Linked DNA regions of Ovis aries: region 1 is linked to region 2. A link is a contact called in public Hi-C data. All regions are on one chromosome and are shown on one strand. Each heading gives the region's core, a stretch centred on a gene start, on an enhancer-like site or on the middle of the called end of the contact. The rest is flanking DNA. Distances are from core to core; before and after follow the strand shown. Region 1 overlaps LOC121819403 (a long non-coding RNA gene). Region 2 overlaps EEPD1 (endonuclease/exonuclease/phosphatase family domain containing 1).

Region 1 (5,427 bases), core at 378-2,877, 440 kb before region 2:
TTCTCAAGGGGCAGGTCAGGTGGTGTGGTATTCCCATCTCTTTCAGAATTGTCCACAGTTGATTGTGATCCACACAGTCAAAGGCTTTGGCATAGTCAATAAAGCAGAAATAGATGTTTTTCTGGAACTCTCTTGCTTTTTCCACGATCCAGCAGATGTTGGCAATTTGATCTCTGGTTCCACTGCCTTTTCTAAAACCAGCTTGAACATCAGGGAGTTCATGGTTCACGTGTTGCTGAAGCCTGGCTTGGAGAATTTTGAGCATTATTTTACTAGCGTGTGAGATGAGTGCAATTGTGCGGTAGTTTGAGCATTCTTTGGCATTGCCTTTCTTTGGGATTGGAATGAAAACTGACCTTTTCCAGTCCTGTGGCCACTGCTGAGTTTTCCAAATTTGCTGGCATATTGAGTACAGCACTTTCACAGCATCATCTTTCAGGATTTGAAACAGCTCAACTGGAATTCCATCACTTCCACTAGCTTTGTTCGTAGTGATGCTTTCTAAGGCCCACTTGACTTCACATTCCAAGATGTCTGGCTCTAGATTAGTGATCATAATATTTGTGTTACTCACCATTATAAAGGACACAGGAATGGTAAGATGTATTTGCCTGCAAGGAGTTTACAACTTAGAAGAAAGTAAGACAAACTCACAAATAACTGTAAAACAAAACAGAGTAAGAGAAGTAGGCCCTTCTACAACCCAGCCAGTTTATTTCTCAGCCAAAAAAAAAGGGGGGGAAAGTGAGGAAGAGTTTATGATCTGCTGTATTAAAGTGGGCTGAGGGCAAGAGGCAGACAGTAATTTGACATGATTCTTCCTTTCCTCAGCTTTTCCCAACTTTTTCTCACATTTCCTGCAGCTTATATGTTCATTAAAACCAACCCACTGCCTTTCCTCAGGCCCAGATGAGACTGTAAGTTCAGAGGGGCCCAGCTATGCCCCAGAAGGTAAGATGGACCTCTCACTACCCGGCATGCATGTCCACTTCCCCCTTATTAAGGCCTGTTTCTCACTGTGCCGTTCTTAAGGACAACCTCATCCTTTTTCATCACCCTCTCTACCATCCCTCCCATTTCACTTCCAGTAACTACAGCAATTTCTCTGTTTTGGTAGTGGTATCCCAAGTAGTTGCGTTAAGATTCTGAGGCCAGATCTGGGATCAGCAGGATATCTGATTTAACTGACATGGATAAGGAAAGGAAATGACAGCTAGGTCAAGTACTTCAATGACTGTGTGCTGGAAACCCACTTCATTCATTCATTAAAGTATTTCACATTGCAGAGGTTTTATACTTTTTGTCTTAAAAAATGTTTCCAAAAACATGCATAACAGTTTTTAAATAGTTTCATAATTGGTCAATAGAAAAGGTCAAAGTTCTTGAGAAAAATCTTGTCTGCGTTCACTTTTTTTTTTCTCCTTCTTAGTTTCTTTCTTTGTGTCATGACTCCCTGGGGTTTGTAAACAAGGCTGAGTCTTTGAAAGAGCAAACTATCTTTGACTAAGACAGTTTGTTAAATTCCAGGTTTTTGAGAGTAATAAGACAGTTTCTTGAGTATAGTCTTTGTAATGCTCATTCTTAAAGAATGCAGGATTTTATCTCCCTGAAAGAATTTATGTTTCACAACTTTGATGTTGCCCAGTACAAAATGCTCAGCTCTGTTGCAAGAATTTGTAACTAAGGTCTCTCCAGAATGAGGACAGCAAATTAATCGAGTGGGGTATGCCCAATGCATTTATATAGTGATCTCTTTAGTGATCTCTTTGAATCCCTTCTAGATAAACCCTGAGCCCTCACTTTCAAACTTTCCCTGTCCCATCTTTAGATGGTTTGTCTGTGCTTCCATGTGATATTTGTTGCACTTACCATGCGATAATTATCTCTTGATAAATCTGTCAGCTCCCTGAGGCTAGATATTATGCCTTAAATTTTTTATCACTATTGCCTAGCACAACCCCTTTTTCTTTTAATAACAATGAATATTATTGACTAAATTATAATATTCATTTTACAGAAAATGTAAATGAGTTAAGTAATTTGTTCAAGGTGACTCAGTTAATAATTGATAAAGTTATTGATACAAAAGCCCATGAATTTTATGGTGTTTCCTATTTGTTTCTATTTAACACCACTTCTGGGTTTCATGTCTGTAGGATTTGGGGTAACCATCTATGTCCTCTTTCATGTACGCAATAGCAAACAGTAGAGTGTCTAAGAGAACTACAGGGCAAAAATCTGGGCCAGATTGAGATGTCCCATGAGGTCAACAAAAGGATTACAGAATCGTCACAGGGACAAAGTTCCTAAGTGATCGGAAGACATCACTCTTCAGACATCTGCTAGGAATCCCAGGGAGCCAAAACAACCTCTCTGATTAACTATAAGCATGCTTGTTATCTGCCCAGAAAAAGAAAAACCACAGAAATTTCAACATGGTACTAATTCTTATCTCATACGCTTTCCTCTGTCATTTAATGATTAGCTATACCACAGCCAAAGCCACAGGCCTTTTCCTGCTAACTCCTCTGCCAGACTCAGGATTTTAATCAATGTATTTTTTTTCACTGCACATATGACTACAGTCTCCTATAATTACTATATTCTTGTAGCATTTTATTTTGTATGTAGGAGAGAAAATAGACTTAAGGAAGGAAAGCAAAGTTCAGCGTCACTTAGGACTTTGTCTCAGGTTCCATGTGAGAGATGGTCGTCTTTGCTCCCCACCATTTATGTCTTGGTTCTCCAGGGGTTTTTTCTTTTTTTTTTTTTTTTCCAGAATTTATCTAGAAGCCTCCATTTTGGATATGGGCCTCTCCTGACACAGGGATCAAACCCACATCTCTCGAGTCTCCTGAAAGGTGGATTCCTGACCCCTGCACCACCTGAGAAGCCACATATGGCTCTCATCTTGTCTTATTAGCAACAGAAACCTTTTTTTAAAAAATTATTTTATAGGGTTTTTATCAGCTTCAGTTTTCTTTTATTTAAAACATTTTTCAACTTTATAAGAAATTCTAGTCTAATTTGTATACCCTCACCATCCTAAGTTAGCAACTATCATTATTTTTTATTTCCTCTGATTTCCACTATCTCTGAGTGCATATTCATAATTAATTCATATGTATGTAGTTTTATTAAGTTATAGTATCCACACACAATTTTAGAAATTCCTTTTTTCATGAGTGTTTTTATAAGTTTTTAAATTTCCATTTGATTATTTTTTATTTCTACGTAGTCATATTTATCAGTGCTGAAGTTTCAAAATAAAGTACTGTATCAACAAGCCATGATTTTATTTAATCATTTCTCAAGTCTTAGATATGTAGATTCATAGTTTTTCATTATTAAAAAGAATGCTTCTGTAAACATCCTGGTTTGCTTAGCCCTATACTTGAAATATAGTCCCAGAAGAAAGATTACTAAGTCAAAGGATCTGAACTCTTGATATACATTGGCCCATTATATTTTTAAATCAATTGAAAATAAATTTAAATGTAAATAAGAAGTTCAGGTCCATTCTTTATCAGCTGAGTCACAAGGGAAGCCCATGAATTTAGTATTATTTAACTTGCTTTAGTCCTGGTGTTAATAATATATTATGTGGGGTCATCCAACATTTTAAAATATGCCAAAAATACATCATTTAGTCCATTTTGTTGCAAGTGATAATAGTCTATCAAAAAGGCAAGAATAGATTCAGGAATCATCTTTCCCATTCTACATTTATTTACCATTGATATTATCCATATTATTCCTTGTTGGGCTTTCTCCATAGTAGGAAAAATGGCCAGTAGAGATCTCAAGGGCTTCCTGGTGGCTCACATGGTAAAGAATCCACCTGCCATGCAGGAGACCTGCGTTCAGTCCCTGGGTTGGGAAGATCCCCTGGAGAAGGGCATGGCACCCACTCCAGGATCCTTGCCTGGAGCATCCCCATGGACAGAGGAGCCTGATGGGCTGCAGTCCACCAGGTCACAAAGAGTCAGACACCACTGAGTGACTAAGCACACAACACAGAGATCTCATCTATTTATTTAAGACTTGCGCTTTCACACACCAGATCTCATTCTGATTCTGATTATCCTTGCTTGGCTCTGATGCCCAGCCTGGATTAATCATTTTGTCTGTGGGGACTTCCCTGGCCGTCCGCTGGTTAAGACTCTGCCCTTGTAATGCAGAGGGCACAGGTTCCATCCCTGGTCAGGGAACTGAGATCCCACATGCTGCGCAGTGCACGTGGGATGATTCCTTAGTGGAAGCATCTTGTCCTTGAAGACATAATACTCTGAATGGCCCATCTTGTCACATGATGACCACGTGGGCTAGAAGGCAGGGCACCGTGACTGACAGTCCTGAAAGAATCGTGCACTTGGAAAGAGGTCAGGGGTCTTAGATGGGCTATTAGCAGACAAAAACAGTGTATCTGCTATATGCGGTTTTTTATATTGTTTCTGAACTTCTTCACATTTATAAATGTAAATACAGACTTGACTCTATTTAAGACTGTGAAGTAAGAAGGTTTACTTTCTTGGTCTCTTATCACCCCTTTTCTGCATCCTTCTCCCAGACCTACCATGATTGTTCAGTGACCTAAGGTTTTCTCTGTTTCCCATCAAAACTTACTTTCAGCTAACAGGAGTTGAAAAGAATCCAGAAAAATCAAATTAAGATTCAGGATTCAAATTACTATCCTCTATAGTGCTGATTAGTTTTTCTTCAAGGACAATCATGTAAGACTAAGTAAGGTAAAATTTGTAGGGGAAGGAGACATCTGAGCGCTTTCAAATAATCCCCTTCTACTAGGAATTCATTTTTTTCCCCTTCAATTGCTAGTAATATCTTTAGTGGAAAGGACATAAGAAATGACTAGGACCCAGGATCTTTAACTTAAATCCTATCTATTTAGCATTCCCTGTGTGGCTCAGATGGTAAAGAACCTGCCTGCTATGTGGAAGACCCAGGTTCGATCCCTGGGTTGGGAAGATCCATGGAGTTGCAAAGAGTTGAACGTGACTGAGTGACTAACACTTTCATCATACAAAATGGGCTTCTTCAGTGGCTCAGATGGTAAAGATTCAGCCTGCAATCCAAGAGACTCAGGAGTCGCAAGTTCCATCCCTGGGTGGAAAGATCCCCTGGAGAAGGGCATGGCAACCCACTTCCGTATTCTTGGTGGAGAATCCCATGCACAGAGGAGGCTGGTGGGCTACAGTCCATAGGGTTGCAGAGTATGGCTGAACAACTGAGAACACATGCACCATAGGAAATACACATACAGAAATCAAGGCTAGCCAGTGCAACAGTGAGGCTTTTGCCCAAACCCCACTATTTAACACAACAGAAATAGTCAAGAGCCTAAGCTCTAGAATCAGCCCAACCTGTGCTCAAAAGTGGCTCTATCATTTCTTACCGGGAGTCTTAGTA
Region 2 (5,816 bases), core at 2,736-5,235:
CAGTGCCCCGTGCGTGCTCACAGCTTTGTCTCTGTGGGTCTGGCATGTGGGTTCCGTGGTGGGGTTTTGTGGCTCTTCAGCCTCCCTTTGATGGACAGGATTGGGAGAAGGAGAAACTAAGTGATGGCGCCCCGTGCCCCCCGCCATGGGCTCCGCTGCCCCCCGTCACGGGCCCCGTGCCCCCCGTCATGGGCTCCGCTGCCCCCCGGGTGCTCCCATGGTGGTGTCCCCTGAAGATGTGCACCTGCTCTTCTTGGGAAAGAGAGTTGGTGACGAGGGGAGTGGGGAAGTCCTGATGAGTCCTCTCCTTCCTGGTGGATTGCAGATCTTGCTGACAGAGCCCTGAAATGACAGAAACACTGGACTTGAATCTTGGCTCCTTCAATGGTGGTAGGATGTCTGGGAAGTCACCACTCTTCAGGGGCTGACAGTGCTAACTTCACAGGGTGCCCAGGGCTGGGTGACCTTCTGATGAAGGACCCAGGATATGGTAGGGGCTCAGCAGACATGAGTTGAGGGGGATTAAGAGAACACTGAAAAGGGCAGAACTTCAGAAGACAGGTGGACTCTGCTTTCCAGCTCTGCCCCCAATAATACCAAACATTTGCTGTGCGTGGCTTACAAGGAGGAAGAGTTGAAAGCTGACACAGCTGTAAAGACTGCTGCTGCTGCTGCTGCTAAGTCACTTCAGTCGTGTCCGACTCTGTGCGATCCCATAGATAGCAGCCCACCAGGCTCCAGCGTCCCTGGGATTCTCCAGGCAAGAACACTGGAGTGGGTTGCCATTTCCTCCTCCAATGCATGAAAGTGAAAAGTGAAAGTGAAGTCGCTCAGTCGTGTCCGACTCCTAGCGACCCCATGGACTGCAGCCCACCAGGCTCCTCCATCCATGGGATTTTCCAGGCAAGAGTACTAGAGTGGGGTGCCATTGCCTTACTGGGGTGTGATCAGTTAGGCTTGTTTTTTTCAGAGCACTGAGCTGCTCCAGGTGAGGTTTCACAGCTGGAGGCCTGCAGTTCTCTTCTGTATTCCAGAGTCTTAATCCGTATTCCTAGCTTGCTAAGCCTTTTTTCCCTTGTTAAATTGGCCCCCCACAAGGTGATTTATGAAGATTTGGCTACAGAGATAGTTCAAAGATTGTTCGTTTTGAAAAGAGTTTTATCATGGTAAAATATATATGACATGAGACTTACCATCTTAACCATTTTTAAGTTACTTGTAACTTAAAGTATATTTAAGTATATTTACATTATTTTATAATAATGGTTTTAAGTATATTTACGTTATTTTATAGCCATTACCACCATCCATCACTAGAGCTTTTTCATCTTCCCAGACTGAAACTCTGTGCCCATTAAACACAAATTCCCTTCCCTCCAAGACCCTGACAGCCACCTTTCTACTTTATTTCTGTGAACTTGACCTCTCTAGGTATCTCATCTAAATGGAACCTTACAATATTTGTCCCTTTGTGGCCAGTTTATTTCACTTACGTTATGTCTTTATGGCTTGTAGTATACATCAGAATTTCCTTTCATTTTTATGGCCAAATACTATTCCATGTGTCTGTCAATGGACACTTGGGTTATTGCCATCTTTTGGCTGTTATGGATAATGCTCTTATGAACATTGAGGTACAGCTTACATTTCAAACCAGGATGTGCTGCGAATAGCGTTCTCCTTAAATTGTGAGTCTTTGGGCTAAAAAAAAAAGTCAGAAAGCTGTTTAAGTCAAGGTACTTCATCCAAGGAGCAACCATGTGGGAGATTGTTCACCCACGGCTAGACTCTAACCCATTATGAAGGATGACTTGACAGCTTTTAAAACTCTGGACATTTCTGTTGTTCTTGATTTCAAACTTTTGCTTTATATGGAAGGAGGAAGGGAATGTGCCAGTCCCTTACTTCTCTGATAACCATAGGCCCTGCTATCTTTTCGGATAATTCTGGTAGGGATCAGGTGTTTGTCAGAAGACCTGGGCAGCGTATTGTTTCAAGCTGCCAGGGACGATTGAGCCACAGTCTGACTCAGCTTTGACGTGCCCAGGTAAGGACAGTGACTCATGTCCCCGTGTCCCCCTGCATTTAACTAACGTCCAGCCTATTGTTAACTGGTGACACAGCAGAGCCGTGGAATCAGGAAGTGCTGCAACCTGCCCAAGCGGCAGCTCGGGTAAATCGATGAGCAGAGGCAGCTTGGCTCAAACAAAGACTGAACTTTATTCCACAGGCTTCTTTCTATCAGAGCAAACAGAGTCGGCTTGATTAGCAAACTCTGGACCTTTCCACCTTTGTCTGGAACGTGCGCCCAGGTTGACTGACGTCAGTGAGGGCTCAGGGTGGGGTGCCCATCCACTGATGGAATTTCAGCAAGAGTCAAACAAGGCAGGGTCATGCTTGGCATCTGAGTAAGACTTACCCCTAGTGGGGCCGGGCTCCTGCTATTGTCGCTGGCATTTTATAAATCTAGGACTCTGAGAAAGTCAGCCCCAAATATTATCCCTTCACTCCTGGAAAATGTGTGCACTCAGTAGTGTCTGATTCTTTGTGGCCCCAGAGACTAGCCTGCCAGGCGGCTCCTCTGGCCGTGGGATTCTCCAGGCACGAATACTGGAGTGGATTGCCATGCCCTCCTCCAGGGGGAATCTTCCTGACCCAGGGGTCGAACCTGCATCTTCTGGGTCTCCTGCATTGGCAAGCATGTTATTTACCACTAGGGAGACCTGGGAAGCCCTAACTCCTAGAAACTCAGTGGGTACCTGTGGAGCCCACCCTGGCGGACAGCTTCCTAGGAGAATTTAGGGCCCTGCACATCTGTGGGTTGTCAGAGGCAGGGAGTGTCTCCATGTCATCACCAAACTGCTTTAACCGAAGTAGATGAATTGTAAGAAACCTGGACAGTCCAATTCAAAATGAGCCATTATTTTCATTCCCGAAGTTACACAGAGCTTGGTTTATTGATGCCTGACACCAGCATCTCTCCTGGGTTCAGAATTTTCTTTTCTTAAAAGAAAAAAAAATATATATATATATATATATATCTTTTCTTAAAAGAAAAAAATATATATATATTTTTTGTCAGTGCCGAGTCTTCACTGTGGCACACGGGCTTTCTCTAGTTGCAGCACAAAGGCTTCTCGTTGCAGTGGCTTTTCTTGTTGTGGAGCACAGGCTGTAGGGTGTGCAGTCTTCATCAGCTGTGGCTTTGGGGCTCTAGAGCATAGCCTTAACAGTTGTGGTACGCGGGCTTAGTTGCCCCGTGGCATGTGGGATCGTCCCAGACCAGGGATTGAACCCATGTCTCTTGCACTGGCCAGTGGATTCTTTACCACTGAGCCACCAGGAAAAACCCCAGAACTGTCTTCTTTTGGCTCAAATATTTCATGTTTGTATCCTAATGAAAACCTCTCATAATATTGAAATCTTTTGTCTCAGTCTTTCCTAAGTTTTCCTTGAAATTTAATAAAGGTACATCTTTCTATTCATTCCTTTTAAAAGCTACGTTGCACCTTAATTGTGCAGTTTTCCTCACGCTTCGTTTACCATTTCTTCCGTGCGTGTTTCTCTTACGTCTGCCAGGCAGCAGGCTCTGTTCCAAGCGTGTGGGGCTTTTCCATCCTAGCTCTTTGTCCTGGATTTGAGGGCTTGGTGGCTTTGGTTAGAGCCTCAGCTTCTTACCTGCAAGAGGTCCCCAGCACACGGTGACGACTCAGTGGAGGGTCATTGACACTGGCCTCGTAGGAGTTGTTATTAGTATTATTCATAAGTTGACTTTCCTGTTGAAAGTTCGCCGTGATTTCTCAAGACCAGCTTAGTTGGGCTCGCCCTGCTTTGGGTGCCAGGGTTGTTAGGCTCTAGCATGAGGGTCAGATGCCTCTCTGTCGGTCATACAGTGGCTGCAGGAAGGGCTTCCTTCCATCCCCTTCCCTCCCCTCAGGCCCCCTGGGAGAGGGTGTCATGTGCAGAACGTGAGTGCCCTCTGCTGGTGGCTTGTGTCATTTCACTTTGGATTTCTTAATCTCACGACTGAGCGACTTCCCTTTCACTTTTCACTTTCATGCATTGGAGAAGGAAATGGCAACCCACTCCAGTGTTCTTGCCTGGAGAATCCCAGGGACATGGGAGCCTGGTGGGCTGCCGTCTATGGGGTCACACAGAGTTGGACACAACTGAAGTGACTTAGCAGCAGCAGCAGCCCTTGTTATTGATGTGTATTCAAGTCCACGAAGATTTGTTGAGTGTCTCAGATGCATTTGGCCCTTGGTTATGAACTGCTTTCTTTAAAGCTTTCCTTGCAATGTTTCTCCCTGTGATAACGTGGCTCTCCTGAGGGGAGCTTCGAGACAGGAAGTGATGGTCAGGCAGTGGACGGGAATCCCAGGGAGCCAAGTTGGGTCTCACTGTCCTTTTCTGAATGTCTCCTCACTTGGGAAAATACTTCATAACTATCCCACTTACTCTTGTAAATCAAACTAGAGTTTGAGAGAGCTGTTGAAAATACTTTAAAGTATTTTGCCCTATATTAGTGTGCTGGGGTTCCATAACAAAACACCACAGACTGGATGGCTTAAACAACAGGCATTTATTTTCTTACAGTCCTGAAGGCTAGGAAGTCCATGATCAAGGTGTTGGCAGGGTCGGTTCCTTCTGAGGCCTCTCCTCGGCTTACAGATGACTGTCTTCTTCCTGTGTCTCCACTCGGGCTTCCTTCTGTGCTCAATAAATGTTTGTTGAGCTTTTGTTAACGATCTGGGCAAGACCCTTAGGGCCTTTCTGTGCTACGAGATTCGGAACCCATGATCCAGAACAGAGGTGATGTTGACATCACACCAACCTAATGTGTCACTAACCTACTCTGGGAGCTTGGGTGTGGGGTCGGGGGGCGGTGAGGGGGTGTTGCACAAGGAACTTGGAAGAATTGGGAGAATAAGAACCATGCCACAGTCCTAATCCTGGAGAGTCAGATCAGACACTCACGATCCTACTTAAATGAGTGGTGGTCAGTGCTGGGTTAACTTCCCACCACCTCTTACATTTCTGAATTTCTCTCTTCCACTTCTAGGAGAAAAAGACGTGATAGTTTTAGGGGATTTTGGCCAGGGGCCAGACAGCAGTGACTATGATATCTTGAGGAAAGAAAAATTCCACCACCTGATCCCCGCACACACCTTTACCAACATCAGCACCAAGAATCCTCAAGGCTCGAAGACTCTGGACAACATCTGGATCAGTAAAAGCTTAAAGAAGGTTTTCACAGGTAAAGCACACGTGCTGTTCAGAAACAGGGAGAGTCACCTGTCTGAGCTGGCAGTTCACGATTGTCTGGTTTGAGCGAGAGTCAGGAGTGACCTTCCCTCCTCTGCAGGCATTTATGAGGTTACTGTTGAGGCGGCTGTATAATTATCTTTCACACAGAGCCACTTTTAAGAGTGAAGGGGTTCTGAAAACTAAGTAAAAGGCATTCACTGACCTACATCAGGGACAAAGCAGATGCGTGCCGGGCAGACCTGGCTATCGACTGGTAGCGCTGGGTCGCTGCTGCGAACTTGCTCTGCTGCGCTGAGTAGGGGCCACCCTCTAGTTGTGGCGCGTGGGCTTCTCCCTGCAGTGCTTCCTCTTGTAGGGCACGGGTTCCAGGGCACGTGGGCTTCAGGAGTGTGGCTCACGGGCTCTAGAGCGTGGGCTCAGCAGTTGTAGTACACGGGCTCAGTTGCCCTACGACTTGTGGAATCTCTCTAGACCAGAATTCAAACCCATGTCCCTTACATTGGCAGGTGGATTCTTATCCACTGGCCAGCAGGAAAGCCCCAGCTTAG

The links. Hi-C and Micro-C count contacts between places; a contact is called where the count stands out from the background.
Region 1: a contact with region 2 is called in a Hi-C map of tail adipose tissue, with 4 times the contacts expected there. The contact joins two enhancer-like sites. A contact is called at or near these places in 7 of 16 Hi-C or Micro-C datasets (blood, hypothalamus, liver and 3 more).

The regions. Positions count from the first base shown.
Region 1 is chr4:62,990,426-62,995,852 of ARS-UI_Ramb_v3.0, reverse strand. LOC121819403 (a long non-coding RNA gene) reads left to right here. Exons shown (of 5, transcript XR_009600493.1): 4 at 864-951. Among named protein-coding and RNA genes, the nearest start is that of HERPUD2, 14 kb to the left of the region's middle. Within about 2 kb of position 1,627, at least 8 of the 54 cell types and tissues checked have an H3K27ac peak or open chromatin away from gene starts, as enhancers often do. A contact at or near this core is called in liver and tail adipose tissue, where this site is marked.
Region 2 is chr4:62,554,345-62,560,160 of ARS-UI_Ramb_v3.0, reverse strand. EEPD1 (endonuclease/exonuclease/phosphatase family domain containing 1) reads left to right here. Exons shown (of 8, transcript XM_060415022.1): 7 at 5,063-5,257. Among named protein-coding and RNA genes, the nearest start is that of EEPD1, 120 kb to the left of the region's middle. Within about 2 kb of position 3,985, at least 10 of the 54 cell types and tissues checked have an H3K27ac peak or open chromatin away from gene starts, as enhancers often do. A contact at or near this core is called in liver and tail adipose tissue, where this site is marked.